Linked DNA regions of Rattus norvegicus: region 2 is linked to region 1. Evidence: chromatin contacts called from public Hi-C data. All regions are on one chromosome and are shown on one strand. The core of a region is the stretch at or near the end of the contact, and the rest is flanking DNA. Distances in the headings are between cores, read along the strand shown. Region 1 overlaps Nav3 (neuron navigator 3). Region 2 holds the start of Nav3 (neuron navigator 3).

The links. Hi-C and Micro-C count contacts between places; a contact is called where the count stands out from the background.
Region 2: a Hi-C map of liver shows a contact between it and region 1, with 2.1 times the contacts expected there. The contact joins the promoter of Nav3 here to the enhancer-like site in region 1. A contact is called at or near these places in 3 of 12 Hi-C or Micro-C datasets (frontal cortex, liver and psoas muscle).

What each region holds. Positions count from the first base shown.
Region 1 is chr7:47,190,331-47,194,820 of GRCr8, reverse strand. The region is part of intron 1 of Nav3 (neuron navigator 3); the gene reads left to right. Among named protein-coding and RNA genes, the nearest start is that of Nav3, 86 kb to the left of the region's middle. Within about 2 kb of position 2,235, at least 8 of the 93 cell types and tissues checked have an H3K27ac peak or open chromatin away from gene starts, as enhancers often do. A contact at or near this core is called in liver, where this site is marked.
Region 2 is chr7:47,276,026-47,280,515 of GRCr8, reverse strand. It overlaps Nav3 (neuron navigator 3), which reads left to right and starts at 1,891. Exons shown (of 38, transcript NM_001191782.1): 1 at 1,891-2,286. The coding sequence starts at 2,044.

The DNA of each region.
Region 1 (4,490 bases), core at 986-3,485:
CAGCACTCTTTGATTAGATAAAAGAGACTCACTGGTCTAAGTGGGATCTACGGGTGACTGACACATGAGGAATAAATGTTTGGCTTCAGTGGCATGGCCTTATGACATAAGAGCAGGTGTGGCAATGTCATTCAAGCTCTCCCTGAGTCTCTTTGCCACTGAACTTGAAGTACAAGTTTCTGCTCGTTCGAACCTGTTCTTTAGTTCAGCATGGAGTTACAACTACCTATTCTTCTAGAAGATGCCAGACCCTGTGTCTTTGGATAATTTTAGGATTCTGTATTTTCCCTCATTGAAGGGAGAACGGATAGGCCCTTTCTGAGGCCAATTCTTCAAAACAATTTAATTAATGTCATGGGGGCGTCTAAGAGCATCCTGGTCCTTGTTAATCCCTGATTTCAACTTCTCTACCTCAGGAATATTCTGCTTCATTGGCAGTTAGTTTACCTGAGTTTGGCAGTTTGGGCATGCACGGGCTTTTCTACTCACTCTTCTATCCTTGCAATAGAAGCTTCACTATTTGTGAGTGGAATGCTAGCCCTGTTCCCACTACCGCTCATTATTGATGATTAGTGTCTTGGCCAGCACCCTCAACCTAAAACTCTTAATACCCATTCTTTTCTCCATGGGGATAGCAGACGAGGAGTCTCCTGTTTACACTTTGAACGCAGAATCATACCGACCTTCTTCTGGGAATCCAAACAATGGGTGACACTGGTTTTTGTTTGTTTTACTCGTTTTACTAATTTTCTTTCATATCGGTGAGCCAGCATTTTGAAGTCAGTTTTGAGTGCATAAGAATTATGCTACACTGAAGTGTGTATGGTGACATGGACATGTATAGGTTCACGTTTGCGTGCACATGTATGTATGTGCATGTAGAAGCCACAGATAGATGTCAACTGTCTTCCTATGTCACTATCTTCCTTTGTCACTATCGTTCTCCTAGTTTTGTAAAAGGGTACCTTCAATAAACCTGGAGTTCACTGGCAAAGCTATACTCACATAGCTACGCTGGCTGACCCGTGAGACCCCAGAATCCTTTTCTCCCTGATCTTCCTGTCCTGGATTACAGAAACGTCCTGTGTCATGACTTTCTTTTACTTATGTGTTGGCAACACAAACGTAGGTCCTCAAGCTTGCACAGCAAGCATCGTCCGCACAGAGCTGTCTCTCCTGGGCAACACAATCAATTATAAAGACACATTAGAGGCCTGTACCTGACATATATTTTTCTTTGGCCATATCAAGTAATATGTCAAATAAGAACAGAGAACAGTTTCAGCGTAATGGTAGCGCGTAAAGATAAAACATTTTAGGTTTGCTAAGAAGATAATGAAAACCCAACCAAGCCATTTTAGTATTTACGTGTGCAATGGTTTAAAATAATTCCGGACTGCTTTGAAACAACAACTTGAAAGTGGCCTGCGACTGTAGAATAGATATTAAAATGTAATTCATAGATACCACATTCCATTTGATTGTAATAGCGAGGCTTCGTCTTGCGTGATGGACTTTGCTTTTGCAGATGTTTCCCATTACAGCTAATCCTCCCTGGGAGATAGGCAGGGAAGATAAGCATATGATCCCCACATTTGTGAGAAGGAAAATCCAGCTCTCTAGTAAGTGGTGGGGCCGGGAGAGGAGCCCAGTGCTTCTGACTCCAGGCTCCAATCTTTCCACATCTGAAAACCTTCAGTAATTTAACGTTATTGGGGCGGGGGAAGTGGGTAGGCTGAGTGGGAAGGTTAAGAGATGGGGGAAATGCACATCAGTTTAGGTCAGCTTCCCTGTCTCGGGAGAATATTTGCTGCTTGTAGTTTCCATTCCTGCTAAAATGTCTTAGCCTGTGTTGCACGTAGATCGTCATAAGTCGCTTCAGTGACTGGGGAAAAAGTTCATAAAGGAAGATAGTTTTTAAAATAGTTTGGGGACTTGAACCTTTCTGTGTCTAAATTCAGCATGACATAGGATGATGATAAGCCTGTCAGCTTTTCGTTTGTTTGTTTTCCACTTCATGAGATCGTTTTCTTAACTCTTTTGTTAGGGATTCATGTGATATCCTCAGCAATCTGGCAATTATGGTCCATTTAAAATGAAAAATTTTTAAGATGAGATTTGGAGGCTGTTAAGGTGGCCATTAATATGATGACTTTGAAGTCCCGCTGCTCTGTTGTGCTCCTGTGGTTCTTTCATTATGACAGTTGTTTGCCTTCGCAGTGTGACAAAGCCCTCATCTACTGTTGCGATTGTCTTGCAGGCGTGTTCCCCTAGTGCCACCTAGTGGTTCTCTCCAGCTATAGCATGTAGTGAAAGAGAAAAAGGTAGCTGATACATTGATTTTTTTTTTTAAAAATGTATTTGTCAAGGTGACCTTAACAGAGAGAGGTCAGAAGTCACCATGTGTAATGTAATGTTTATATGTATGCATACATATATGTTATATGTATATATGCATATAAACTTCTTCCAAATAGTTTTTGGGCTTTTTTGTAGGTATATTTGTTTGTTTATACAGAACTCATAGATCAAGAAATAATTGAAAATTTCAAGAAAACCTGTGCCTTAATGTCTCTTTTACCCTGAAATGTTCACCATTACTTGCTATCAGCACAAAATGGACTGGGCTGCTGAGGTCTGAGTTCCCTTACTTTTGCTGTGGGTTTATAACACAACAGGCAGGACGTTCTCAACTTGTAACTTTAGCGATTTAAGACTAAGCAAATGAAAAGTGTGGTCTTCTCTCGTGCCAACGGATAATAAATGAAGACCTAAAAGAAGGAAGGAAGGAAGAGCTAGAAAGAAAAGGGAAGAATGTTATTTCTCTCTTGAGAAAATTTACCAATTTTATCTCTAATAATGAGAAGGGCTTAAAACACAGGGATGAATGTTTTGCAACAACATTTGTTGTTGGCTTGTGTTTTCTTGGACATACAAGAAGTATGGTATGTTATTGTGTAGTCTATGAATACAGAAACAAATGTGCCTTCTGTGTTGAGAGGTCCTTAAGTTTTTACAATCTAATTATTTTTAATAATATCTGTGCAAGTATTTAAACAGCAGCCTACTTTAGAAGCCTGTGGAGGCCTCAGGATAGTTTCCTGGCCCCACCATCCACAGCCTGTGAAACAGTAGAACTGGGTCTGTCCAGACAATGTACATCCATGAACGTTCATGCATGGACACTGAGGAGGTTGCTCAGTAGGTAAGAGCACCCAGAGAACCCTGGCTCAATTCCCAGTGCCCTCATGTGTCACACTACTGTCTGAAACTCCAGGTCCAAAGGATCTGACACCCTCATACAAATATAAATGCAGGAAAAACATCAGTGCACATAAAAGTAAATAAATAGTTTCTTCAAGGTTCATACATGTTCTTAGGTGATGGTCTTGGCTCTGAAGAACCCCTGACCTGTGCTAAAGAGTTCTGTTGATCAGATTATCACTAATTGTCAGACCAGAGGCCAAAAATTCTGAGTCAGCCGCCTCCATCCTTTTGAAACTGTGTTTCATCCACGAGACCTTCTTACACATATTTTCTAGCATGTCATTTGTCCCCTGCAGTGTTTTGCCAACTTTACCTTTAATTTAGCTCTGCTATTTGTGTCTATGTCTGAACCAAGAACCAAAATGATTTGTTTTATTTATTTTTTTAAATTTAAATTTTAAATTCTACCTTTTTCCTCTTACCTTCCATTCCAACCTCAGCTCCCCATCCTCTGCTCCACTCCTCCCCGTCTTCTCCCTGTTTCCTCTCGCCCCAGATTCACTTCCGCTCTATTTCCCGAGAGAGAGAGAGAGAGAGAGAGAGAGAGAGAGAGAGAGAGAGAGAGAGAACAGGCCTCTTAGGGATATCAATAGAACACGGTCAACAAATTACAATGATATTAGACACAAACCTTTATATCAAGACTGGACAGGGCAGCCCATAAAGAAGGAAAGGCTCCAATGTGCAGGCAAAGGAGTCAGAGACACCACCCGCTCCCAGTGGTAAGAGTCCCACCAGAACAAGAACAAGAAGCCACATAACTATGGTATGTATGTAGAGGACCTCCCTAAGGCCCATAAAGGTGTAGTAGTGTTGCTTCAGTCTGTCATCCCCTAAGAGCCTGGCTTAGTTGATTCTGTGGGTCTTGTTCTTGTGGTATCCGCCACCTCTGGCTCCTACAACTGTTTCTCTTCCTCTTCTTCTGAGCTTCCCTTCCCCCACACACCCCCTCCAGTGTTTGCCTATAGCTTTCTGGCCCCATCCGCTGTTGGATGATGCCTCTCTGATGACAATCAAACTAGGCACCAGTCTGTGAATATAGCAGAATATCCTTAGTAATCAAAACCAAGATTTTAAAAACTTAAGTTTTTTTCCTTCAATTTCTTTCCTTACAAAATGGAATCTAAGAGGTTTCTTTGTACTGCTACTTTAAAAAAAAAAACAAAAAACAAAAACAAAACAGTATCTTTTGTGAAGTATTTATAGATTGCCCTTGCCTTGCT
Region 2 (4,490 bases), core at 642-3,141, 86 kb before region 1:
ATGTTGCTTTACTAACTAATGGCAAGTTTCCTATGTACAAAGTGTCTTCCAGGACAATGATGCATGTGTTCGTGGCTCTCCTCCTCGTTTTTATTTAGCCAAAATGGAATCCAATATGATTGTAGTAGAGAGATTTTACAAATTGTGTCAGCAGTATTGAGCAGGGATTTGGAAACTTTTTTAAACATGTAAACTTTCAGGTGGAGCTAAAGCTAGCCGTTGTTTAAAGCACTTCTCATTTGAATGGTGCCCAACCCTCTCCTTTCTGTCTTCGTGACTTTGAGTTTCATCCCCCAGCACATCTCAATCGAAATTCTTCTGCTTGTTATCAGGGAAACTGTGGTTCCTGCTTGTGACTTCTAAGTCTCACAAATAAAAGCAGATACAGAAGGAGGATCAGATCAGTGATACATGTTTTTTTTTTAAAGTGTGAAGGTGAAACAACCAGACACACAAGTTGAAAATTCCAACAGCCTCAAGCAAAAAGAGGAGATTCAGAAAAAGTAGTGAATTTTAACATAGGCGTAGAGGTCGCTACAAAAGTAAGAAATTCCTGATTGGTTAGGGAAGTCATTCTTAGACTTAAGGAACTGAGGATAATCTGAGTTCTAAAGGCTCCTGATTCCAGGCTCTTTTGTCTCAGAGCAAAGGGTTATTATTAGATATGGAAATAGAGGTGGATTTTAAAGAAAGAATTTCAAGATAAGAGTGGTCTAGTGAGCTGAGGGAGTAACCCTCGTGGAGGAGGACATTTACAGATGTCCACCTCTCCAATCCAAACTTGCTTTTGTCCCACACGCCCCAGGTAAAGAAGCTTATTGAGTCTGCTGCAAAAATGACTTCTTTCATTTACTGTGGATAGTTTTGCCCCTACTCTCTCTTCTGCACATTAAAGCACCGAGAGTGAGTGCATGCATTCCACGCGATTCCAGAGATTGCTTGCACTAATGCCTGACGTGCTGAGCTCCCTAACTGTTGCATGGGACATTGCTGTCCTGGGAATGAGAATAGCATCATCACATTTAGAAATCAGCATGCATCTAATGCCTGGCTTCCTGTGTTTACAGCAGTTTGTAACATAAGCAGGCAAGGTCTGCTGAAGGCTTCAGTTGCTTTAGCTGGCTGTCCTGTTACTCCAGTTTAGCCTGATTTCATGGGATGAAGCAGAATGAACACCGTGGCTCCTGGCTGTCAAGAGTGAAAAATAGCTGGAAATTAGACAAACAGCTTCATTGCTGAAATTGTTTCCGGGCTAAAAGTTCTTCCAACAGCTGTTTGTTTTGGACAGTGACCTGCTTTTTTTTTTTTTTTTCCTTTAGAAAGAAAATGCAGGCCGGTTATTTCTGAAGTCAGGAAGAACCCTTAGCTATCCACTATTGTGGTCTTTTGGCTTCTTTGACAACTAGGCTGAAACTAGACTGAAGGGATTTTCCTTTGTTCCCTCCTCCCCTCACCCTGACCTCTCTCCTTTCAAAGATCAGGGTTTCAAAACCCAGGCTGCTGCTGCTGTAGTGAGGAGAAAACAAAAGGAGGAGCTCTATAATCCTACAAAAATGGCTTTGTAAGAATTTATTTTGCAAACACTAACTTACTGAACAGGAGGGAGAGAGAGAGGAGGGAGAGAGAGAGAGAGAGAGAGAGAGAGAGAGAGAGAGAGAGAGAGAGAGAGAGGCACAGAGGAGAGACAGAGAGAGGCAGAGAGAGACAGAGAGAGAAGAGAATGTGAGAATCTGAACTAGCAAGACAGATTCTCAGAAGAGAAAAAAATTTGTCTCTTCCTAAAGTTAGTTTGAAAGTTATTGTCTATCTGATTTTCTTTCTCTCTTTTCTTTCTTTCTCTCTTTCTTTCTCTCTCTCTCTCTCTCTCTCTCTCTCTCTCTCTCTCTCTTTCTTTCTTTCTTCCTCTCTTTCTCTTAAATCCAGATGACTGCTAGTTTTGCTTAAAGTTTTTTTTTTTTCTTCTGGAAATACTAAAGCTGGAGTCTACCAGACTGAGGTTAGGAGCATTTTCTTTGGCAACACAAAGATACTTTTATAGAAGCCATGCCTGTCCTTGGGGTTGCCTCAAAACTGAGACAGCCAGCTGTTGGGCCAAAGCCTGTTCACGCTGCTCTTCCGATACCGAATCTTGGCATCAGTGTGTCACAGCGCTGTTCTTCAAGACCTTTGGAATTTGCTACACCGGAGCGCTCAATTCTTTCTTGCCAGCTCACATTAAAATCAACCTGTGAGTTTGGAGAGAAGAAAGCCCTGCAGGGAACAGCCAAGGACATCGAAGACAGCAAGGTTAGTAGCTGAAGGTCACTGCAGACTTAAAAAAGAAGAGAAACTTCTCTTCAGTTGTACAAGGAACTTTGAGAGATGGTGACTCTTGGAGAAACTCTGGTATAAGTAGGGTACAGATGTGAGACTGAGCATGGAATTTGCAAACGTTATTTTAATGTGTAGTTGCAAAAGTCATGAACAGAATTTTGAATATCTGTATAGGATAGCCAGTATTCTCAATATCTGGATAGCCAGCATTCTTATTAATGAAATGAGTAATTACTTATTAATATAGTTATTCCTAGGTACTGCTCTCTTAGTGACATTCACAGGTATAAGAAAACAGGAGCCTACTCTCATACACATTTCCTGTAAAAGGAAATCTCTATAAAGTCCCATGTGGATGCTGTCACTTTTCTCCAAATGTCATCCGTGTGGTTTGAATGTTTGAATGTTAGCTGTTTGATTTATTGTAATGTGAAGAAAAAACAATGAAATATTCTCCTTCTTACAACACATTTATCAGGATTTCTGTTTGCAAATTGAAACCCTGCTGTTTTTCTTATTGCTGACATTTTTTTTCAACTATATAATTTCTGGTATTTCATGAGCTCTTGGGTGCTGAGCCTTCCTCAAATGCTTGCTCCAGAGGCAGTATGCTAGCACAGCCTTGCAGCTGAAGCCCTTTGCTAGAGATGGATCTACACCAGTGGTTCTCAGCCTTTGGGTGGCGACCCCTTTTGGAAATTGAATGACCCTTTCACGTGGTTCACGTACAGATAGGTTGCTTATTGGATATTTATATTATAATTTACAAGAGTAGCAAAATTAAAGTTATAAAGTAGCAACAAAGAGGATTTTATGGTTTTGGGTCAATACAGCATGAGGCATTGTCTTAAGGGGTTGCAGCTTTAGGAAGGTTGAGAAGCACTACTCTAAGCTGTCCTAAGTATCACTTGCAGTGTAGCGTTAAACAATGCATCAAGCTTTCTAAGTCTCTCCAAGTTCACCATCTCATCTCTGATGTACTAGGAGACAGCAGCATCTGTTTTCTGCCCACATACAAATATAGGCTAAAAAAGTAACCAAAGTGTGCTTTATATTGACAAACTAAGGATTTAACTGCAAAAGAAAGCCAATCATTTTATCTAACATATTGAGATAAAATTAGACATGCTATCTATTTGAATTATCTTCTTCTGTTCGAGTTTTTAAACTTGGCCAAGATTTCTCCATAAAATCTTAAGAGTTCACCTATTTTACTTTAGATAGATTTTTTTTGTTTGTTTTTTTTTTGGTCTGTAGAAATAGATAGAGTCTATGTTTGTCATTCCATGCTTAATTATATACATGCTATATAATATTACTATTCCAGCTAGTGAAATAAAATCTAGATGAGATAGATAGATGGTAGATAGACAGATGATAGACAGATGATATATTAATAAGTAGATATATATTGTTGATACCTAGATAGATAGATAGATAGATAGATAGATAGATAGATAGATAGATAGATGATACATAAATGTATAGATAGGTAGAATTTTCCCTGTGGAACATGATTGTTACCTTGTATGTTTGCTCAAACTTTTATTTTGCTAAATGGCCTTAACATAAGACTTTTTTTCCAGTAGAATTTGAGTAAATCATTTTGGTCTACACATCTTAATCAAGCATTTAATATTTCTTTTTCTTGTTCTTTTGTTTTATGTACATTGGTGTTCTGCCTCCGTGTATGTCTGTGTGAGGGTGTCAGATCCTCTGCATCTGTGATTACAGAGTTGTAAACTGCCATGTTGGTGCTGGGAATCAAACCCAGGTCCCCTGACAGAAAAGCCAGTGCTCCTAACCACTGACCCATCTCTCCAATCCTAGCATCTGATATCTCAATTAGAGTCCATGGCATGAAAAGTTATAGGAATAATTGTGCTCAGGGGAGTAATTTTACCATGCCTATTATCAGATTTAAGACTGAAAATTTCAAACAAATATGGAGCATGGTTCGGCAGCATATTAAAGTATTTCCATGTGTTATAGAGAAATACATCTAAAATATTTTGATTTAAAGAGCAAGGGAAAATAGCAGAAATGATCAAGGTAGATATATTAAGCAGAGTTAGACTTGAATTCCTGTTGAATACAGCAGGAAATCCAATATCACATTACTACTGGAGACCAGGAAAGACTGTTTCTCAGGCAGGTGGTGAAATCTGAAGATAAAT